Linked DNA regions of Sus scrofa: region 2 is linked to region 1. A link is a contact called in public HiChIP or PLAC-seq data. All regions are on one chromosome and are shown on one strand. The core of a region is the stretch at or near the end of the contact, and the rest is flanking DNA. Distances in the headings are between cores, read along the strand shown.

Evidence for each region. HiChIP or PLAC-seq counts read pairs in DNA pulled down with a chosen protein or histone mark.
Region 2: a contact with region 1 is called in an H3K27ac HiChIP or PLAC-seq map of alveolar macrophages. The contact joins the promoter of POLM here to the promoter of YKT6 in region 1. A contact is called at or near these places in 3 of 5 promoter capture datasets (fetal skeletal muscle, liver and skeletal muscle), 19 of 47 Hi-C or Micro-C datasets (adipose tissue, alveolar macrophages, brain and 13 more) and 2 of 2 datasets of contacts at active chromatin or transcription factors (alveolar macrophages and skeletal muscle).

The regions. Positions count from the first base shown.
Region 1 is chr18:50,967,616-50,973,665 of Sscrofa11.1, reverse strand. YKT6 (YKT6 v-SNARE homolog) reads left to right here and starts at 2,282. Exons shown (of 7, transcript NM_001244914.1): 1 at 2,282-2,873; 2 at 5,822-5,904. The coding sequence starts at 2,770.
Region 2 is chr18:51,075,478-51,081,527 of Sscrofa11.1, reverse strand. POLM (DNA-directed DNA/RNA polymerase mu) reads right to left here and starts at 3,683. Exons shown (of 11, transcript XR_309140.3): 1 at 1,751-3,683; 2 at 1-174.

The DNA.
Region 1 (6,050 bases), core at 1,033-3,532:
TATATTATAAATACTTCTGGACCCTTTGAGAGCCCACTGCAGACATGACATCCCTTTACCCCTCGGTACTTGTGTTTATTTCCTAAAACCAAAGAATTCTCTTACATAACCACAACACCATGATTGAAATCAGGAAATTAAAACAGATACAATACTATTCTGCAATCTATAGGCCTCTAACAAATTTAAGCCTGTGGCCAAAATCTCCATTTCCCACAGCCTGTAACCTACGGTGACCTCTCCTCCTGTTTGTCATGAATGATAACGACACATATAATCATTGCTGTTGTTACTTATTAAACATCTACTATGACCAGAGCTTGGAATATAATGTCTTATCATTTCCAGCAACAAGATATTTTTCCAGTTTTGCAAATGAAAGAGAAACCATAACCAGAGAGGTTAATGGTTTGTTCACTTTTGTGGTTTGGTGGTTTGTGGCAGGGCTGGGACTGAATCCAAGTTGGGGTGACAGCTGGAGGGACGGAATGGAAGGTGGGTCTTGCTTCTGAGAAAGATGGATGAACGTGGGGCGTTTGTAACCACTTTGGCCAAGTTAGTTTTTCTGGGGGGATGGAGGCTGAGCAAGGGTGAGAGGAGGGAGAGAGCTGCTAGGGTGGAGCTGGCTATGAGTTTGTTATGTGGTTTCGTGTTGGTATGTGCGTCTTACTAGCGATCTCCTTAACCTGGGTCTCAGTTTCTATGTCTCTAAGGTGGTATATCGTCCTCTGTTTTTGTGAGGATTAAATGAGGTAGTATATAGGAGTTCCCGTCCTGGCTCATTGGTTAATGAACCCAACCAGTGTCCATGAGGACGCTGGTTTGATCCCTGGCCTTGCTCTGTGGGTTAAGGATCCGGTGTTGCCCTGAGCTGCAGTGTAGGTCAGATCCCATGTTGCTGTGGCTCTGGCGTAGGGCGGCGGCTACAGCTGATTCGACCCCTAGCCTGGGAACCTCCATATGCGGCCTGTGCAGCCCTAAAAAGACATAAATAAATAAGGTAGCATATAGGAAGTGTTTGCTATAAGGGAAACTACTGTTATGTGTCAAGTGAATACATTTAAATATATTCCAACCAAACGCTGTCCTCCTGGTTCCTCCTTTTGTACAAGTTTTGGGGCAAAAGAAAAGGGGCCTGTTTTCCTCAGAAACGGCTCTCGCTCGCCCCCTATCGGGCAGCGGTGTCAGCGCAGTTAGGATAGGACTACACTGACGGCTCTCCACCATCCAGTCTTCTTGTGACACTGTCTAGTGTGCTGTCTGTGGGTAGCTGGCCTGGCATTGGCCAAAGGCTGTTCTTGAGGTTTGGTACCACAATGAAGGAGATGTAAGAAAAATCCCTTTCCATCCTTTGCACTTGGAAATACCCAGGGAAGAGGGTTGGGGAGGAAGGTGCTGAGTGAAAGGGCAGGTGGTGGGAACTTCCTTCAGCCACAAGAATATCTAGAGCAATGGTCCTCTAAACCACTGCTCCCCAGGGCGCATTTGGGAATGTCCAGAGACATTTTTGGTTGCCCAGTGGCGGGTGGAATGCTACATCTAGTAGGTACAAGGCCTAAGATGCTGCCTACAATGCCTGGACAGCCCCCTAACAACAAGAATTATCCAACCCAAGATACCAATAGCACCGAGGTTGAGACACCCTAATTTAGAATGTTTAGAGGGATGGTGTTGATTTTTCAAATGTACCATCTCTTTCCCATCATTTCAGATCTGGCTGCTTCTAGCATGATAGTTGTAGAAGCTTACTGCCAACTTCCAAAGAAAAGGTCCCTTTTTGTGTGTGTCCTTCAAGATGCTTTCTGATTACCATTTAATAAACAAGAAAAGGGCAAGAGGCGGTACCCCTAGGGAACGGAGCCTCATTTATGGCCATCCACGGAAAAAAGCATTATTTTTACATCTCAAGCAAAATGACTTTACACCAAGTCACTTTACACCTGCCCCTTTTGGGGTGAAGCGGCCCTGCTACTCGGTGAGGTCAGCAGTTTGGCTCTCAAATCAGTGGTTAGTCTGACAACTGGTTTCACAGGTGGTGGGGCAGGCCCGGGAGCCTTCACCCCTGCAGGGTTGTGCTCAAGGGTCTTGTGTGACCAGGGATTTGCTCCCACGAGGGCAGGAGGAAGGCCTGGGAAGGGCATGAGCGGAATCAGATCATCTGAAAATGAGAGGCATGCCTTTACCTTCTGGCAGGAGCCTGTAGAAGAAAAGGTTCCTCCCCTTTACTCAAAAGGAGATCTGATTTACAAAACAGGTACCGGGAAGGCGGTTCGCCCATAAATCAAAGTCGCCCCTGTAGGGTGCACAAAGCACTGGCTCGTGGGTGCTGCTCTGGATCTCACTGCTCGGAGGGAGGACGGTCCTGGGGGACCCTGGACCCCCCGAGAAGACTCAGAACCAACCAGTCGGAAAAGGGACGGCCGTCGGAGAGGACGATTGCAGGAAAAGGCTAAAGACTGCGGGAGAAAGAGCCGGGCGGCCCAAGACAGCCCCGAGAGACCGCGGCGAGCGCACGCGCACGCGCAGCACCATGCCCCGCCCCTCGCTCACGTTTCCGGCCGCCCCTCTCTGCATCCGGGGCACGCAAACTCTTCGTTAAGCCTCAGGCGGCCGCCCCGGACCGGAAGCGGAAGTGAACCCCGAGCCAGGGGGAGGAAGCCGGTGGCCGACCCGTCAGCAGCCGGCGGCGGTCTCGAGGGGCGGCGCCGCCCTCCTCCCTGCGAGCCGGTCCCGCGGCCGGGCGGGTGGCCGGCCCGAGGCCTCGGCGCCATGAAGCTCTACAGCCTCAGCGTCCTCTACAAAGGCGATCCCAAGGTGGTGCTGCTCAAAGCCGCGTACGACGTGTCCTCCTTCAGCTTCTTCCAGAGGTCCAGGTGAGCGGGCCTGGGCGGGGATCGCCGGGCCCGGAATCGGGGGAGGCCCGCGGCTCGGCCCCCCGTAGCGGAGCCCAGCGGCGGCCTCCTCCTCCGGCTGTGGACTGTGCCTCTGAGGAACCCTTCTCCCTTCGACCTCGGAAGGCTTTCTGCACCCCGCTCCAGGGCGGGCTCCTGTAGGATTTCGGTCGCGTGAGAAGTAGAACGGGGCTGTGAAAAAGTGCAGATTCCCCAGGTTCACGCCCAGACAGTCCGAACTAGTAGGTTGAAACCCAGAAGTCTCTGTTTTAAGCCCGCAGCTCCCGCTCAGTAGTTCTGACCCGGGAAGCTTGTGTGCCACGCCTCAAGAGCCACGTTTAGACGTTCCGGTGGGGCTTTCTACCCTCCTCTCGGAGAGAGTGCTGTACTCTCCCGTCGAGTGAATGAAGTCACTGAGGCCCCAAGCGATGATGTCGAACCAGCCAGGACTCACCAAAGTTACATGCTCTTTACGGTCCTCTCTATGGTTTGGGAGGACGCGTGGGATTTGTAGGGCTTCCAAGCTTTCAAACATTTGTGAGGCGTGTAAATGCAGTAAGGTGGGTATTCGGAGAACCACAGACACTTCCAGCCGGATTGTGGGGGGGTGGGGGTGACTCAGGCGCAAAAGGAGAAGGACCCGACGGAATCCAGGTCTGTGGTCACCCAGTCCCCAAGTCTGGTAGAATCTGCCGTCTGGATTCTGTTTTCATTCTTTCAGTGCAGTTGTCTTCTTCTTCTTCTTCTTTTTTTTTTTTAGTGAAAGTATAGTTGATGTACAGTGTGTTGCCAGTTTCTGCTACACAGTAAAGTGACTCAGTCGTACACATATTTTTTTTTTTTTCAGTATTATCTTCCATCATGGTCTATCCCGAGGGGCTGGGTATAGTTCCCTGTCCTGTACAGTAGGACCTTATTGTTCTTCCGTTCTAAATGTAATAGTTTGCACATCCACTAAGCCCAGACTCCCAGTCCATCCCCTCCCCCTCCCCTCCTGCTGGTCAGTCACACGTCTGTCCTCAAAGTGTGTGGGTCTGTTCCTGTTTTGTAGATGAGTTGCTTTGTGCCATACTTTAGATTCCACATATAAGTGATATCATACGGTCTTTGTCTTTGTCTTTCTGACTTAGTTCACTTAGTGTGATATCTCCGGTTGGATCTCTGTCTCTGTGAATGGCAATACATTTATGGCCGAGTTGTATTCCATTGTATGTATGTGTGTATATATATACCACATCTTCTTAATCCATTCATCTGTCAGTGGGCATTTGGATAGTTTCCCTGTCTTGCCTACTGTGAACAGTGCTGCTATGAATACAGGGGTGCATGTACCTCTTTGAATTATGGTTTAGCCTGCATAGCTGCCCAGGAGTGGGATGGCTGGGTCATACGGTAGTTCTAGTTTTAGTTTTCTGAGGAACCTACATAGTGTTACCCATTGTGGTTGTACCAACTTACATTCCCACCAACAGTGCAGGAGGGTTCCCCTTTCTCCACACCCCCTCCAGCATTTGTTATTTGTAGACTTCCTAATGGGATGGTATGAGATGGAACCTCGTAGTTGTGACTTTCATTTCTCTAGTAATTAGCGATGTTGAGCGTCTTTTCATTTGCCTCCTGGCCATCCGTCTGTCTTTGGAGAAAGGTTGATTTAGGTCTTCTCCCCATTTTTCAGTCGGGTTTGTTTTGTTGTTGTTACAGCTGTTTTGTTCTTGCTGGCAGGATCTGAAACAATTCCTCTTGTTATTTTCTTGGAAACTTACTACTTTTTTGGGTCCTCCCTGGAACTTGGCTTTCTTTACCATGACGCCTCCTGTCTGTGTCGCTCCTTTTCTGTGATGGAGCCGTTGGTGCTACCTTAGCTAACCCTGATTCTTTTTCTTTTTCCCCTGCCCCCGTGTCCTGAAGACCCGCAGAGATTTTGCCATAGGCCATGTCACCTGACTGGTTTGCGACACCCAGACCAGTTTCAGATGGTTAACACAAGTGCAGTGGCACAGGGGCATCTCTACCAGTGTCTCTTAAAACCACACGGATTCCAGCTGAGCTCTTTTTTCTTTCTTCTGAAGTCTTCCTCGCTTCCATCCTGCCTGCCTCATGATTATCAGAACCTAAGCTTCAAACCTCTGAGTGGTTTTTCCAGCTCTCCTGGCCCTTGGGTGCAGACTCTCAGTGAATGCAGTGCTGCCTTTGTCTAATTATAGTTCTACTCTAAGTTCTTTCTCTTTTTCATTTTACTGCAAGCACTTCCTTAATTTGAGACTTTTCTCTAAGGGATTATTTTGATACTGTCACTCAAAATGATCGTAGCAAGTAATACGATGCGCCAGACTTGGCACTAAGTGCCCATTTAATCATTACAGCGGATCTTGATTTATAGTGAAGTGCGGTGCAGTAAGTGTGCCGTCAGAGGCCGTGTCTCACAAGCGGTGGAGCTGGGATCCCAGCCAGGGTCGGGAGTCCTCACTCTTCTCTGTGGCGCTTGGTGGGTTTCAGAAGCGTCCACATCTGCTGGGGCCAAGTGTGGACGCCACAAGTCAAGACCCTGCTCTGATGGCCCTTGGGATAGCATTCCTGGTCTGAGGCATGTGAATTCCACCTCCTCCGGCTGGACCGTTGTCATCTGTGACTGTTCTGTCTGGCCACGTGAAAATCTACAATTTTCACCTGTAGAAAATTCCCCAGACGTCTGGCAGTGGGTGGCGTGGGTGAGCGAGGTAGCAAACAGATGTGGTTTGAGTGCTTGTGAGGCTGTGTAATCCCCTGTGTTTGCGTTCACGTCCAGAGCATTTCTTATTTGTTAGGAGGGTGGGGAGGGAAGGGAGGGAAATCAAGAAGCCGAATCTCCTTCGCGTATTCGCTCAAAGGTCACTTTCCGTTGTGTCGGGGACAGGGTGACAGGAGCGGGTGACATGTGCTGTGTTTCTTAGTGTTCAGGAATTCATGACCTTCACAAGTCAGCTGATTGTGGAGCGCTCAGCAAAAGGCAGCAGAGCTTCTGTCAAGGAACAAGGTAAGAGGACCTGCCGCCCTGTGAGCATGCGCTGGCCCGGCTGCCCCGCCTTGGGCCGCTCTCCGCGGGAGCCGTGCCCGGTGATGGAGCGGCCGGCAGGACCCCCTCCTCGGCTCCTCTGTCCTCCTCCTCCTCCTCCTCCTCTT
Region 2 (6,050 bases), core at 2,434-4,933, 110 kb before region 1:
TGCCGGCGCTCCACAGGGACAGGCTGGCCAGCCGCCATGCTCTCCGTGAACCAGCTTACGTCTAACAGCGCCGGGTGGCTGCAACCCGGGGGAAGGGACGGCGTCCTGTGCTCCTGCCAGGAGATGGCCTCCTCTGCTGAGGTCCCCTCCATCACCACGTGTGTCACCTCGGGGCTGGACAGAAGAAAGAGGAGGGGGTGAGGCCCAGAGCCCTTTCCCAGGCCTGCCCTTCTTCCTGCTTCGCTCATGGCTCCCAGCCTTTGTTCTGCCTGTCCCTCTGCCTGTGAGAGCACCTGTTACTCTACAGAGGTCACCGCTTCAGAAAGACTTCCCAGCCGCTCCTCGGGCAGACATCTCCATCACTCCTGCATCTGCTGAGCTGCGGTGCTCCGCTCTAGCTACAATCACAAGCCCAACCCTGTCTTGTGCTAACTTGTCTGTCTCCCTCTCTCTACCCCGCAGAGAAAGGAGAGGCCAGGGAACCACAGGGTCTTCATCTAAGTGCAGGGGACAAAACTGCTCGGCTCTGTGAGGTTCAAATAATGCTGTGAACCTCAGCTCTGCCGCATAGTTGCTGCCTGCTCTTGGGCACATAATTTCTCTCTGCACTCTGATTTCCTCCTCTGCAGAGCGGGGGTAACAACGTATCTACTTTGTAGGCTTTGCTGTAAAGATTAAATGAGTTAATAAGCAAAAGGGCTTAGCTAGTACCCAGTACACTCAGACTGCTAATATTATTTTCTCCTGAGTGGTTCTTCCACACCTCTGGGAATGGGGAAATTAAAAAAAAAAAAAAATTAAAAAAAACTTCAGGGACTGGCTCCTGATCCATTTGCTCTTTAAACCTCAAAACCATGAGAACCCCTTTCCCTTACTCTCAGTATTGTTTCTATAGCAGCTTTTTTTTCCCCCCTTTTACAGCCACACCTGTGGCATATGGAAGTTCCCAAACTAGAGGCTGAAATGGAGCTGCAACTGAGGCCTCTACCACAGCCACACCAGATCCAAGCTGCATCTGTGACACATGTGGCACCTTGCAGATCCTTAACCCACAGAGCAGGGCCAGGGATCAAAGCCACTTCCCCAAGGAGATAGTGTTAGGTCCTTAACCCACTGTGCCACAATGGGAACTCCAGTAACTGCTTTTTTTTTTTTTTTTTTTTTTTTTTTACCTACTCTTGGAGCCTGGCTCAAGTCACTTTCTCAAGTCTGAGGCGAGAAGTCAGTTTAGCTAACAGGGCAAGACGAATTCATCCAGAGCCGGACAGTGCACCACCACTACACCGCATAGCCCTGGACGATGTGTCTGGCATACGTTCTCTCCGTGTCCTACAGAACACTCCTGGCCTAACTGCTAGCACAAAGAGGAAACTGACAGAAAGGCCATACGACCAAGAAGTGCCAGGGCTAACTTGGAATCCAAAAATCTCAGGTGCCCCTCTGCCCCGGGGCCAGCTGCGTGCAAGTCAATTCAGGCTTCAAAATCCCCAGCTGTAAAGAAACAAAGTCAAAGTGGCTGGTCAGCTGCAAAGTACCGAGCACGGGCATTTTGGGCTCAGGTCATCACGCCACGCTGCAGCGCCCTCGGGTCCACCGGGCGCGAAGGCACGGTGATGCCGAATCGACACGGGCGAGCCACGGCCCCCAGTGAGGCGAGACCGTGCGCGCCGCACCCGCCCCGCGCCCCCAGGGCAGATGGGCCCCGGGCAGGTGGCCCCGCCGGGCCGCGAGCCTCGCCGGGACCGCGCACCTGTAGGCGTCCAGGACTCGGAAGCCCTTGGAGAGCGCCAGGCGTGTGAGGAAGGCCCGGCGGCTGCGGCCCATGCGTGGCTCGGCCAAGTAGATCGCGACCCCGGGGAAGCGCGCGGCGGAGGAGGGGGCGGCCTCAGGCGGCCCGACCCGCGCTCGCCGCCGTCTGGGGAGCATCCCGGCCCTGGCCTCGGCGCCCCGCGACACGGAGAAGCCGGCAGGAGAGCAGAAGGAGAGCCGGCGGAAGGCGGAAGCAAGCGGCGGAAGCCGGCTGAAGAGCGAAGTGGCGCCCGGCTCCTCTCGGGGAGGCAAGCCCCGCCCCATGCAAATTAGGTCCGGAAGGCTCCCGCCCCCAGAGTCTCTCGGAGGGAGGAGGAGGTCCAGGGCTCCCACCCGACTGGGTGTTCCGGCCTCCCGGCTCCAGAGGCCCCGCCTCTATGCAAATAGAACCGGAGCACACGCCTTTTATTTAAATTACCTTCGCCGAAAGCCCCGCCCCATTCTTGAGACCACCCGGGAAGAGAGCGGGAGGGGGGAGGGGGCGAGAGTAAAGGGTCTGAGCCCGGAGGGAGGAGGCTAGAGGTTGGGGAAACCTCCAGGCGGGCGTCGGGGTTCGTCCTCGGAGGGCAGCAGGGGAAATTGCAAGGCGGTGTCGGGGGTTTGGTGGTCGATCTTGGGCGGGTAGGAGAGGGATCCGTTCTCAGCCGAGGGGCGTATCGGCCCCAGGCCCTGCTGTTCGCCCCCTCCGACTGGGTCGCGCTGCACCAGGGCTCTTGGGCCGGTGGGCCGCAGAAACCTGGCGGCGCGGGGTCCCTGAACCCGGGCCCCGGCGGACACGCGAGCTTGGAGTGAGCTGGGGGAGCGGCCGCTTCAAGCCCCGGGAAGGGTTTTAAAGTCTTTTCAGTCGAATGGCGTTGGGACGACTGGCCGGCCATTTGGAAAAGTAGAAGTTGGCTCCCTCCCTCAGTGCCTAATACTGAAATAAAATCCAGATGGATCAAACATTCAACTCTAAAAACGAAACAACAAATGTACTGCGGCGTCGGTGAATGTTTTTATAGTCTTAAGTATCACAATAAACCTGGAGACCCAAAGGAGAAGGACGATACACTTGACTACACACAAATTTAAAATGTATTTTAAAATTAAAAGGCAAATGGGGGAAGAGCGTAACACATTTTGAATTTAAATCCAATTCCTGTAATTATGAAATTGTCCTAAGATAAATGAGGGAAAGGCAAAGAGCAAGAACACCAGTAGGCATTTCACAGATGAAATACTGCCCCACCTGTCCAATCCCTAGGGAAGGGCCAGTTCAAATGAGAGTATCTTCACCTGTCACATTACCGGGTGTTTACAAAATTGACCTCACCTTTTAAAGGTGTGAGGGAATTGGCAGTTTGTAGGAGGGGCTTTTGGAAAGCCAATTTGACCACCGTATCCAGCAAAATGACAACAAAAACCTCACCAGCAGTTGCTTTTCCAAGAACTGGTACTGTGCTGAGTCCCTAGATCAGGTTGGGAAAGCTGACATCTAGACCATACTGAGGGTTCCCATGTTTCTTTCTAGGTTTTGCAATCACCTTGTTAGACCATGTCACCCCTGGTCCCACCACTTGCCCAAATCTTCTCCCCTGGGGTCCTGCTCTTGTCGGTGGACAGGTGGCTGAGGGAGGCAGATGGGCCTCCGCATCAGTTCCCAACCGGCCCTCCTGGGCCCAGGACACCACTTCAAAGCCAGGAGCCCTGGATGTGGCACCTCTCTCACTTCCTGTGCTCATTTCTCCTGCCATCGGAGAAGGAAGAGCGCCCAGGGTCCCTGGAAGGGGTTCTCGGAACTGAGTTCCCAGTCTGTGGCTTCTGCCTCTCCTCAGGGGGCTGCTGTCTATCCCCTGAAGCCATTCCTGTCCCTCTTTTTTTTTTAAGGGCCACACCTGTGACATATGGCGGTTCCCAGGCTAGAGGTTGAATCGGAGCTGTAGCTGCCAGCCTATGCCACAGCTGCGACAACTCGGGATCCGAGCCTCATCTTCGACCTACACCACAGCTCACAGCAATGCCAGATCCTTAACCCACTGAGCAAGGCCAGGGATGGAACCTGTGTCCTCATGGATACGAGTCGGATTTGCTTCTGCTGAGCCACGACGGGACTGCCACCACTTCTGTTCCTCTTCATCCGGGGCACCTGGTTTCTCTCCTGGGGAGAGACCCATCACACCTGAAGGACCCATCACATCTGAATCCTTAAAACACTGGGCAACTTGCAAAAATGAGGATGTGGGGAGAATGGGATAACGCAGGCCCTTTCTGCCTGCCACCATGTTCCGATGGGGAAGTGCCACAGCAGCTAGTATAGAATCATAGCTCTGCGTGTGCACGGGCCATAGAACCCGATGACCACCGCCCCTTGAGTAACGCCTCAGCAAATTGCTGGCTTTGTTCTGTACCAGTAAAAAAGGTGGCAGGGACTTCACCACGGCTCTCGAAGCCAATAAAAGGATGTCTGACCTACCTACAGTGCCTCGGTGCTTCTTCGGGTTGCCGGAATCCAGATCAAACCCGTGTGGTCTTGAGAGACTGCAGAACAGAGGAAAACAGGGCTTTCCACAGGCCCAGGGAGGTCTTTGAGGGAGGAGGGAGATCCTCAGTGCCCACTGAGTGGAGGCCTGGGCACCAGTGGGCAAGGCCACGGCACTGATGGTAGGCATGCTCCTCCCCTCCCCTCCCTGGACCACCAGGTCACTGCCCGGCCAGCTGGGAAGCGAGACCTCAGCCCTCTATTTCCAATAAACCTGGCTTGGGGTTCCCAGATGTCTAAGTCCCCAGCCTCCCGCTGCCCACACTGAAGCCAACCCCCGCCTCCACAAAAATCAGAGGCTGTAGGGAGTTCTCACTGCGGCTCAGCAATAAGGAACCTGACTAGTATCCATGAAGACATGGGTTTGAACCCTGGCCTTGCTCAGTGGCTTAAGGACTGCAGTGTAGTTCGCAGATGCAGCTTGGACCCTGCACGGCTGTGGCTGTGGTGTAGGCCGGCAGCTGCAGCTCCTATTCGACGCATAGCCTGGGAACTTCCATATGCCACAGGTGCGGCCCTAAAAAACAAGCAAGAATCAGAGGCTGTGCAGAGGTGACCTCCTGGCTGGGCCCCTTCGGCTGCCCTGCGGGTGGCAGTCCGCCCCCCTGCTCCGCACTGTGGCTCTCTCAGGCTGTGTTTGGATTAGCTGTACCCAGATGTATGAGCTTGCATTTTTCCAAGATGAATCTCATCTAAGGATTTCCTGTTCCTACTTCCAGTTCAGAGAGGCCTCTGGGAGTGATTTTTCAGTCCTCGTGACCTTCATAAAACCTCCCCACGGAGCAGCTTCTTTGAAGTTCACTTCAGGGCTCTTGGCACCTGTCCTTGGCCTGTGGGGCCAGGATTCTGCCCTGGCTCTGAAGCCCACCCCCCCTCCCGGCTCTCATCTCCTGCGGGCTACTCGCCAGCAACATTCTGGAGCCGGGAGTGTGCGGCCAGACTGCTGATGCTGCTGGACTGAAGCTCCTGAGGGCCACTGGCCCAAAGCTCTGGCCTCTAGCACTGGCCCTGGGCCTTTCTGAGCTACACACCCCATCGCTGTGGGTTTGGGCTGCCTGGTGTATCTGTCCCTTGGGCTGATGCATGAAAATACCACAGACAGGGCAGCTGAAGCATCAGGAACATTTCTCATCGTTCTAGAGGCTGGAAAACCAGGATCAAGATGCTGGCAAGGCAGGTGTCATTCTGAGGCCTTCACCCTTGGCTTGTAGGTGGCCGCCGTCTCCCTGTGCGCCAACGCCATCTCTGTGTGCTCGTAGAGAGAGGAGGAGAAAGGCAGAGAGAGAGAGAGGGAACCTTCCTCTTATCGGGCCATCAGTCCTATTGAGTTTGCACCCCCCCTTCTGACCTCATGTCACCTTTTTACTCCTAGAAGCCCTTTCTCCAAAGGCAGTCGCATTGGAGGTTGGGGCTTCGACACCTGCATTTGGAGGAACACGATTCATAGCACCTGGAACTTGGGTCCTGTGGCTGCTACAACAAATGACCACAAATCAGAGAGCTTGAAGACAACAGAAATGTCTTCTCTCGCCGTTCTGAAGGCCAGAACTCTATGAGTAAGCTGACAGCAGGGCCATGTTCCCTCAGAACGTTCGAGGGGAAGGCTGTTCCCACCTCTTCTTGCTTCTGGTGGTTCCTGGCTGCATCCCTCCAACCTCTGCCCCATCTCCAATGGCCGCCTTCCCTCTGTACCTTCCCCTTTCCGTTTATTTATTTATTTATT